Linked DNA regions of Sus scrofa: region 2 is linked to region 1. The links are chromatin contacts, called in public HiChIP or PLAC-seq maps. All regions are on one chromosome and are shown on one strand. Each heading gives the region's core, a stretch centred on a gene start, on an enhancer-like site or on the middle of the called end of the contact. The rest is flanking DNA. Distances are from core to core; before and after follow the strand shown. Region 1 has its middle 160 kb from the start of TRNAE-UUC. Region 2 has its middle 360 kb from the start of TRNAE-UUC.

What was found. HiChIP or PLAC-seq counts read pairs in DNA pulled down with a chosen protein or histone mark.
Region 2: a contact with region 1 is called in an H3K27ac HiChIP or PLAC-seq map of skeletal muscle. The contact joins two enhancer-like sites. A contact is called at or near these places in 3 of 47 Hi-C or Micro-C datasets (embryonic fibroblasts, fibroblasts and mesenchymal stem cells) and 1 of 2 datasets of contacts at active chromatin or transcription factors (skeletal muscle).

What each region holds. Positions count from the first base shown.
Region 1 is chr10:22,079,063-22,083,836 of Sscrofa11.1, forward strand. No RefSeq gene overlaps it. Among named protein-coding and RNA genes, the nearest start is that of TRNAE-UUC, 160 kb to the left of the region's middle. Within about 2 kb of position 1,884, at least 40 of the 83 cell types and tissues checked have an H3K27ac peak or open chromatin away from gene starts, as enhancers often do. A contact at or near this core is called in embryonic fibroblasts and skeletal muscle, where this site is marked.
Region 2 is chr10:22,275,447-22,280,346 of Sscrofa11.1, forward strand. No RefSeq gene overlaps it. Among named protein-coding and RNA genes, the nearest start is that of TRNAE-UUC, 360 kb to the left of the region's middle. Within about 2 kb of position 2,300, at least 32 of the 83 cell types and tissues checked have an H3K27ac peak or open chromatin away from gene starts, as enhancers often do. A contact at or near this core is called in embryonic fibroblasts and skeletal muscle, where this site is marked.

The sequences.
Region 1 (4,774 bases), core at 634-3,133:
TCTTGACCTGCTATAACAATTACCATAGGCGGGGTGACTCATAAACAAAAGAAATTTCTCACAATTCTTGGGAGCTTAGGGCACCAGCAGGATTGGGTTCTACTTGCGGATTCACAGCTGTCTGCTTGCTGCGCTCTCACCTGGAGGAGGGGCAAGGCGCCCTCTGGGGTCTCTTTCACGAGGGCGCTAATCTCATTCATAAGGGCTACATCCTCATGACCTAGTCACCTCCCAAAGGCCCCACCTCCGGATGCCATCACATTAGGGCTTAGAATGTCAACGTATGAATTCAAGAGAAACAGCAACACTCAGTCACCTGAAGAAGGCATAAGGAGAGGAGCTGAAATCTCAGCTTCCTTTTCCTTCTTTGCCAAAACTAGAGAGGAAGCTGAAACTATAAGACATAACCTGTTTATTTTCAAAATTTCAGCTGTCTGTGCTGTTCCTGGGACCCATGGCCACAGGAAACTGAGCTGAAACTACCTTCAGTTTTAAGGAGCTAACTAAAGTCCATCACAGTCAATATGAGCTGTGAGTCCTGCCCTTCAGTGTATCGTTAGGACGCTGTGTCTCTCCTCCACAAGGAAGAAGAAGCATCTTTATCAGCTAAGAATTTTGGTTTTGAATGTTCATCATAAAGATTATCTGGATAGAAACAGACTGTTAAAGCTCAGCTAGTGATTACAGATGATCAAATATGTTTGGGGTCCAATCATGTTGCTAAAGCATCGTACCAAAATCAAATGCCCTTTAAAAACCAAGATACTGGATTTCAGGATTTAGGTCATCAGTGATAATGTAGAAGTTAGCTTAATCTTTAATATTTGCTTGAAAAGCTCAAGGCCAGGCCTGTTTTTGCACTGTTCTTTGCCTTTTGAACATAATGCGTTAAGCATCAAGATGATAGCAGAATGACCTTGCAGGACAGACGCCCATCCTTCTGGGTTTACATGGTTAACTTCCTGCTTAGAGCCTGGTAAAGGGCAGGCCCTGGCTGGTCAGGGTGTGTTAGACACACCTCCTGCACTTCCTTCTCCCATGCTTCATTCATCTAACATTTATTGGGCACCTCTGATTCCTGGCACAACACCTTGGTAAAGAGTTTTGCACTTAGAGTAGGTCCCTCATGTGTTTATCTGGGCATCTTTGTGTGGTCATTTTTTAGCAGAAAAGCTTCAGATCACAAAAAAAGGTTCTCTTTAGCATTTTCTCATTTTGAGGTCTGGTTACCAAGTGGCTTTTAGAAGAAAGAAACACAAAGAGCCATCCTAAGTCTTACGTGGAACATTCAAAATCAACATTAAAAGTTCTCAGATATCATTGCTGATTGCTTGACCATATCCAGATAGCTGGCCTAAGTTCAGAACACTTTATGGCCAAGAATTGTTTTTAATTAGTACTATTTATGTCAATATCAGGTTGTGACACATTATCAAATGGTGACAAAAAGTTCTGTTTTTTCCACTGGTTCATGCCCCGTAGTTGTGTCTCTCGAACAAGACCAAATGTCTGTGTAAGCCCAGGCCACTTCTTCTTCCTAGTAGGGCAATGCTGGGCACACAGTAGGCCCAATAATGCATCCACGGATAGAATGAATCCCTAACCTCTGAGTCCCACTTACTTTTTCCGCTCTTAATTATGGGACTAACTCCTAATAGCAAGGGTCTTGGGAACTCCGAAGTAAACAGCATACTGTCCCTTTGACAAGGCAATCACTTTACTGATTCAGCTTGCAGTTGCAGCGCTGCGTACAGTATTAACACTCTCTTACTAGAAAATCATCAGGCAATCATGACGAATAAGGAAGGCATTTCCTGGCAGCTAATGACCAGCATCAGGGAGCTTGCGCTTGACACAAGGCCAGCAGCCCTCAGCCCAGCTGGCGACTACTGAAACCGGACATACCAGGCCTCCCTCAAGGTTACCGTGTATTTGTTTATAAACTGTGAGTATAGTAACAAGGAATGGAAAATGAAGTCATGTTTACGTGCTGCTAAGTTGAAAGTATCTACATCTTCTGACACGTAGCTGTTGTAGTCATACGGCCCAGACTGGTCTCCCTAGGTCTGGGACATGATGTGTATTCAGCTTTTAGGACTTTGAACATGAAATGAAGTCGGCTTTTCAAAGTGGATAGGTAGGATAAAGGTAAGAACAACAGCAGTCGAACTCGAATTTGCTGAGCATTTACGAGGTGTCAAGGGCTGTGCTAAGCCCTTGGCATTGACTGATAGAATCCTCGGGGTGACTGTACAACATAGGGAAGGTTAGTGCACAGGAAGGGACTGGGGCACAGAGAGGAGAAAGGAGCTGCCCCTGGTCCATGGGTAGACAGCAGCAGAGCTTGGGTTTAAGGCAGCAGAGTCCCACTTGCAATTTGCAGAGGCTCACTGCTATGTTGCATTATCACATTTCCACCAATGGCAAAACAAAACAAAACAAAAACCCCTAAACCACTATCAACAAATTATGAAAAAAAAAAAAAAAGAAACATCGTGCCGGCAGTATCCCATGTTGCTTATACATAAGATGACCTCGGCTTTTTCCATAGGACAGTATTTGGAAGTTATGCTATCTCAGCTCACTTAGATAACGCCCAACAAATGAGACAAAATAAACACTCGTCTAAAAACTGAAAAAGCCAAGTGTCAATGAGGCTCTTTTCACAATCTAGGGAAATTCTGCAAGTCCTTTTCGTTTCACCATTATGATTTTTCCAGAAACTGACAATTAAAATTTATAAGTAGGAGTCAAGAGGGACACGTCTCGGGGGAGCTGAAATTTCCTTTCTAGAAAGATCTCTCTTCCTGTCTGAAAACTTTCCTTATGCTTCTTCCAGCAACCCTGTTCCACGAATTGGCAATTCACTTAAGCTAACGAATTTCCATTATTGAGAAACGCGAGGGCCCCTGGAGAAGCAAGATGGCCTTCTCATTACTTACTCATGTTACTTATTCACATGAACATTCAAGTTATTCAATGAGGTTTCCCTTAAAATCCAGCCCCTAATGTCTAGCCCCGCCGGGGTGTGGGGGGGAAGGGAACTGAGTTTGTAAATGATGATTGGAGTGGGAGCAGAAGCTGAGTTTTAGGGGAACAGGAGAATTGGAGTTGTCCCAGCTGTTGTGAGGACAGCAACCACAGAGGAGCCTCAAGCAGAGTGGGGAGGTCGATGGGACCAAGAGAGGGAGGTTGGAGGGAAGATGGTATCATAGCGGCTGTGATGTGACCTCCAGATACACTTAAGAGCAAGAGCCTCTAGCCCTTCCCAACTCTGAGCACGGGAAGCAGGTGACAGCATTGCCACCGTGCTAGAAGGTCTCCTCCGACTCAGCCTGGCATGGCTGGAGCAGAGCTGAGGCCAGGCCCCTCTGCTGTGCCCTCTGCCACCTGCCACCTGTTCCAGCCCATCAGGTGTTCTCAGTGGAGCTGCTTTCAAGGTCTAAAACCATTGCCAGTTGAGCTCAGTACGTGAGGAACTGTCTGGCCCTTTGTCTGTGTCTGGGGCTCATTTTATTGCATTAAAAAAATTTAAAGCAGTTTTACCTTGACTCAGAGCAGTCTGCAACGATGGCACAGGGACTTTTTTTTTTTAACCTAAGTGAGGCTTGAGGTTTATTTGGATCTTTGTGTTTTCCCATGCATGTGAGCACAAAGAAGAACCTGTCCCCTGATGCTAATAAATGTTTTAGCTGTAGGGCTGCCCTTCATGGATTCGTCTCCTTTCCTCTGCCACCACGAACCTAATGGAGGAAGGTCCTCCATGTACCACTGTCCCACAGACAGGCTTGATTTAAAGACAAACATTAGGACTTCCCACTGTGGATTAGCAGGTTAATAACCCAACATAGTGTCCGTGAGGGTGCAGATTTGATGCCTGGCCTCGCTCAGGGGATTGAGGACCCGGCATTGCCAAAAGCTTGGTGTAGGTCACAGACGCAGTATCTGTTGTTGCTCTGGCTGTCGTGTAGGCTCCAGCTACAGCTCCGATTGGACCCTTAGCCCAGGAACTTCCATATGCCGTGAGTGCAGCTATAAAAATGAAAAATAAAATAAAAATCAACCAACATTAGAGATGAATTATAGTGACCGCAGCAGCTGTGGGAGAACAGAGCGGCGTTGAGCTACAGGCCACTTCTCAGTGGCACGATTGTAAACGCCATGATTTTCTTTAAAGGAAAATCATGTACCACATGGGAGTGGGTTATCAGATCAACCCAAACCCACTCTCATTTTATTTTATTTTTTTACATGACAGGAAAACATTTCTTATAATACGTTAGTTGCTTAAATACCCTACAAAGCCATCACAAATTAGGAAGAAATGACTTTCCACTCCCCGCCCCCCCCACCAAAGATTGTCTCTCATGGCCTGTCATAAACTATCACTTGAAATCAGTTTTAACTATCAAGTTAAAAGGCTAGCACCAACTTCAATGGTATTTCAGAAAGTGGAAGTAAATCTAAAATTCATCGGTTTTGGGGGTGGTCATTGTTATGGGCTGAGTTGTGTCCCTTCCAAAAAAGACGTGTTGAAGTCTTAGCCCCCAAAGACCTCAGAAGGTGGCTGTATTTAGAAATAAGGCATTTAAGGTAAAATAGGTCATATGAGTGGGTCCTGATCCAGTAGGACTGGTGACCTTATACAAGAGCATGCTGAGGCGCAGCCGCACTGGACGGAGACTGTGTCAGACCCCAGTAGAGGATGGCCAGGGAGCGACGCCTCTGAGGAAACCAGCCCTGCAGGCAGGTTGACCTTGGTGTTCCAGCCTCC
Region 2 (4,900 bases), core at 1,050-3,549, 200 kb after region 1:
TCACCCAGATTAGCAGCTTTGGGGAAAAAAAAAAATTCTCTTTTCCAGTGATTCTAGAAGTCTCCTGACATTTCCTAGGTGTATTAGTTCGCTACAGCTGCTCTAACAAATTTCCACAAACTGAACAGCTCTGAGCAACATAAATTCAATTTTTTGCCCACAGTTTAGGAGGCTGGAAGTCCAAAGCCAAGGTGTTGGCAGGGCCATGCTCCCTCTGAAGGTCTAGGAAAGAATCCTTCTTTGCTTCCACTTACAATTCTTGGTGTTCTTTTGCTCATGGCAACATGACTCTAAGCTCTGCATCTGAGATCAGATGGCCTTCTTCCCTGTTCTGCATCCAAATGTTTTTCTATTCTTTCAAGAACACTAGTTATTCAGTGAGGGTCCACTCTAACCCATCTTAACTTGGTTATTTCTGTAAAGACCCTATATCCAAATAAGATCATATTTTGAGGTTCTAGGCGGGTGTGAAGTTTTGTGCAAACACTATTCAACCCCATACATGGGGTGTCACCAAGCTCTTTCTCTGCCTAGAGCCTTTGCACCACCTGCAAAGTAACTGAGATTCTTTGATTCTATCAGTACTTTTTAAATCTCACCTCCTCAGAGAGGAGTATGTCTACCTGGATTTTTTGTATTTCTCACAACATGTAATTATTTGTTTACTTTCACCTTCAGAAGAATACAATCTCCCTGGGATTGCAGAGTCCATGCCTGTTTCACTTATTTATCTTAGCATCTGGCATTATCCTTGACACATGGTAGAATTAAGAAATAAATCAATGGATGAGTGATTAGAAGGAGGAATGGGTGCATGGATGGAATGAGTGACTGTAAACAATGGACATTTTCTATTTAATTATACTCGTTTAATATTTTGCTTTTTGCTCTAATGATTATTATATTTGTATGCTTATCTGTTTATATCTGAGTTAATATCTACAGAAAATATTGAGGGCCTTTGATGGGGCAATGTCTAGGAGAAAAAAATGAGAACACCTGGATTCAAAACTTGCTCCCAGAAGCTTATAATTTAAGATAGAAGAAACAGATATTTTAGAAAGAAAATAATAATCACCTTTAGGAGTTTTATCTTAATGGTTGCATTAACTCAACATAATCAAAAAACTGCAACGTTTTAGGTTCATATATAGTTTACATTCTTCTAAAGTTTACACTGAGTAGCAATAAACAAGGCTTTATTAAAGGGTCTGGCACATAAAAAACATTCAATAACTACTAGTGGGATAAATTAGGGAATGGTTTGTAAAGAGGCAGAAGAACCCAACCATTATCTCTAAGAAACAGGCACAGTTTTTGCAGAGCTGAAACTGGCAGAAATCATTAATACCTATAGTGTTCATGAAAGTCTTTCCCAGCAGAATTCCTGGTTGGACTGACTTGTGTGTGGCAAAGTTTGTCTTGCTGTTTGAAAATTTGCGAGAAAGAATCTCCAAATGATAACCAGCTTAGCTGGATGCCTCTCTATTTAATTTGGGAAGACTCCATGATCCCTTTCAGAGAAGGATTGATTGGATTTTTCGTTAATTAAATCCTCCATCTAAGCACGAAAAAGCTCAGGAGTAAACTGAGGATACCATGTGAAAAACAGCATGTTTCACATATATGGGCTGGATTGCAATGGGGCACTTTAAATATATATATTCTTGTCCTCCCCTGGATAGGAGAGTGAAATTTGACTTTTCTGACATAGTACTAAACATGTCTGCTGACAGTCTGAGCCATGGTGTTGGCAGTTGTCTTGGCAAAATGCCTGAGGCTGTGTTACTAATTTATCAGCATTGCCATGCGTATCTGAGCTGGCTTTCTATAATTTTCTTGCTCTCATTCTCTTGGACCCTTAACTGCATTCTCCATATTAGGAGTTAACAGCACTTCTTCCTTTCACGGCACCTGCCATTAGATGAATAATTGTATTCATCCCTGTCCAGGAACCCTTTGAAAATTCCTTTGTTGATCAGCCACACAGCTGTATCCTGAACCTCCGCTGTCAGAGGCCCTTGGAAACGGCTCTCCTAACTCCTTATTGTCCAGCCCGGGACACCGCTCCCCTTGCCTGTGTGCTCCTTGCAAATAACGTCGTCTTGCGTTTCTGACATGATCCTGGACAGTCAAGCTGGTGCTTTTCTTCTCCTGGAGATGAAGGAGCGGGAGTGATTAGTCCTCCTCTCCCTCCCCCCCTCCCCATGTGCTCAGATCTGGGAGCTGCTCTGAGCCTAGACCTGCCTACACGCGTCACAGGCGCTGTCAATTAGGGGAACAGACGTCAATTGGGAGAACCGACAAGCAGGCAGGGCCCTGGCGCTGAACTGTGTCATGTGCCGACTCTGGTTTACACAGAATGAGAGTGGGGCAGTGAGGATCTCTCTGACTCATGGAGTGTTCTTTTTGAAGAGGGCTTTGTGATGTTTGACAGAGGAAGGAAGGAATTCGGACAAAACAAGGGAAGGAAGAATTTGTTATTTCTTGCCACCAGCCAAGTCTCTGGTTCCGGTTCCCAAGAATATAACTTTAATGTATAAGACACATACAAACCTAATTATATATCATTTAAAATTTGATCGGGAGCAACACCATGTCTTTGGAGTCAAGTTCTCTCTTTTGAGCTTACAAAAATAGGAACATGAGAAAAAAAAAAAAAGAGAGAATCATAGTGGATCCCCTACTGCAAATTCCATCACTGATATGTGTGGTTAACACCAATATGGGTGTTGAGTAAACCTAATGCATTATATCTTCTTTAAAAAAATTATGTCTGCTGCATATACATACCATGCTACAATAAGGAGCATGTTTGGATCTTCAGCAAAATGTAAGTAGGATAGTGGTGGGGAAGCGAAAAAAAAATAAAATACAAATTGAGACACAAAAATGAATAAGTTTGGAGAATAATAACAGCTTACACATAAAGCAAATTAATGCCAGATTAATTCAATTATTCATGAAAAGCTATGTGTTATTCTCCTTTATTCAGATAAAATTAAAAGGGATATATTTAATAGAAAACAAAACACAAACTTGGCACATAGATGTGCACATGATAGAAGTTCTTCCATTAATTCAGTAGTAAAGAATTCTAAGGTTCAATTAAACTTTTAGATAATGTGATACCACTTCAGTACACAAATGGCCATGTAAAAGAAACTTGGATTATATAGTAAAATAAATTGTTCTGTGTACTCTTAAAGGTATAAGTTATTTGGAGTACAAGGGAGTCTTCAAATATTAACCCTTAATAAAATGCCAAAACCATCTTTTAAAAGGTAAATAGAAGAAATAAGGTAAATACAACCTGGAAATATTATGGCAATGCTGTTGTCCAGAAAGTTTAAAACCTAGAACCATGCTTCACTGTGTCACCTGCAAATAAGCTAAGGCACAAAGCTTTACATTAAAAAGATGTTAGGAGTTCCCGTCATCGTGGCTCAGTGGTTAACGAATCCCACTAGGAACCATGAGGTTTGCAGGTTCGATCCCTGGCCTCGCTCAGTGGGTTAAGGATCTGGCGTTGCCATGAGCTGTGGTGTAGGTCGCAGATGCAGCTCGGATCCTGTGTCGCGGTGGCTGTGGTGTAGGCCAGTGGCTACAGCTCTGATTAGATCCTTAGCCTGGGAACCTCCATATGCTGTGGGTGTGGCCCTAAAAAAGACAAAATAATAATAATAATAATAAAAGATGTGAGAAACCTGAAATCATGCTGAAAGGATCTTTTCCTGTTTTTTTCATCCAAAAGTAAAAATGTCCCCACTGAAGCTCACCATGGAGAAAAGTATCTGTAAGGGATAATATTTCAGTTGTGCTGACCCTTATTTTCTTAACGTGATAGTTTGCATGTCACTACAAGGCTTTCTGGCATGAACACTTTTAAGTTCTGAACAATTAGCTTCAAGAACAAAAGCATGAAGTGGTGCACAAGTTCTCCACCAGTCAGCTTCAACTGACGATTCACACAGAGGCAGCCACCCGAAGCCAAATTGACTGTTTTTGAGAAATGGCGTTAGGGCTAATGCTCTGCCAATTCCCCAGTTGCTAGTGAACATAGGTTACCTGTTGGCTTTTCGTGTTTACATACACCTGGGAATAAAAATCATAGAAAATGTGAGCCAAAAATACATGGAATGAGATAGAGGTTATATATTCAAATAACAAATTCAGGAAATATGGATGTTAAAGTCATGCTTAGCAAAGTTAAACTGAGAACACTGTTCACTGCTCTTACACGAAAGCACTTATTAGAGTGTAAAAATTCCTATAATATATTATACAAGTGAAATATGATAAAATTAACACTCCACTAATAAGAAAACTCAGTAGAGAAACAACCACAAATGATCCATTATTTATTTTACTTTCACAGAGAAAAATGAGCAAAAAACCATAACTTTTGCATTTTAATAGCAATATTCAGTGTTCACGTTTCCCTATAGATCTAAAAATGCTTTGGTATGTTTTTAAAGTTAATCTATTCTCGATTTAGGATTAAAAAACGAACATTTATTCTATGGTTATGTTTATTTATTCTGAAGAGAACAGGATAAAACTCCCACTGCATTTTTCTATGAGAAATTTCCATTTCTAAAGGAACAACATATTTTTCCACTTGGCAATTCAGCAGTTTTCTAGGGGTCCATGTGTTCTAACACATTTTTGTGGTAAAAGGCCACTTCTGCTGCCTCATTCACGTCATGGAGCAGAAGCAGCACGTACCATTCCTGTTTGTAAGACAACCACGTACCTTTGGATGATGTCAGGAAAAATGCATCAGTTAAACACACTGCTTAGAAAGCTATGAAAATTAAAACATAGTATTTATTAAAGTAGAGTACTGTGCGGTTGGAATTTCTAGGTTAAGTCAGTGACAACAGGAACCATATGTGTT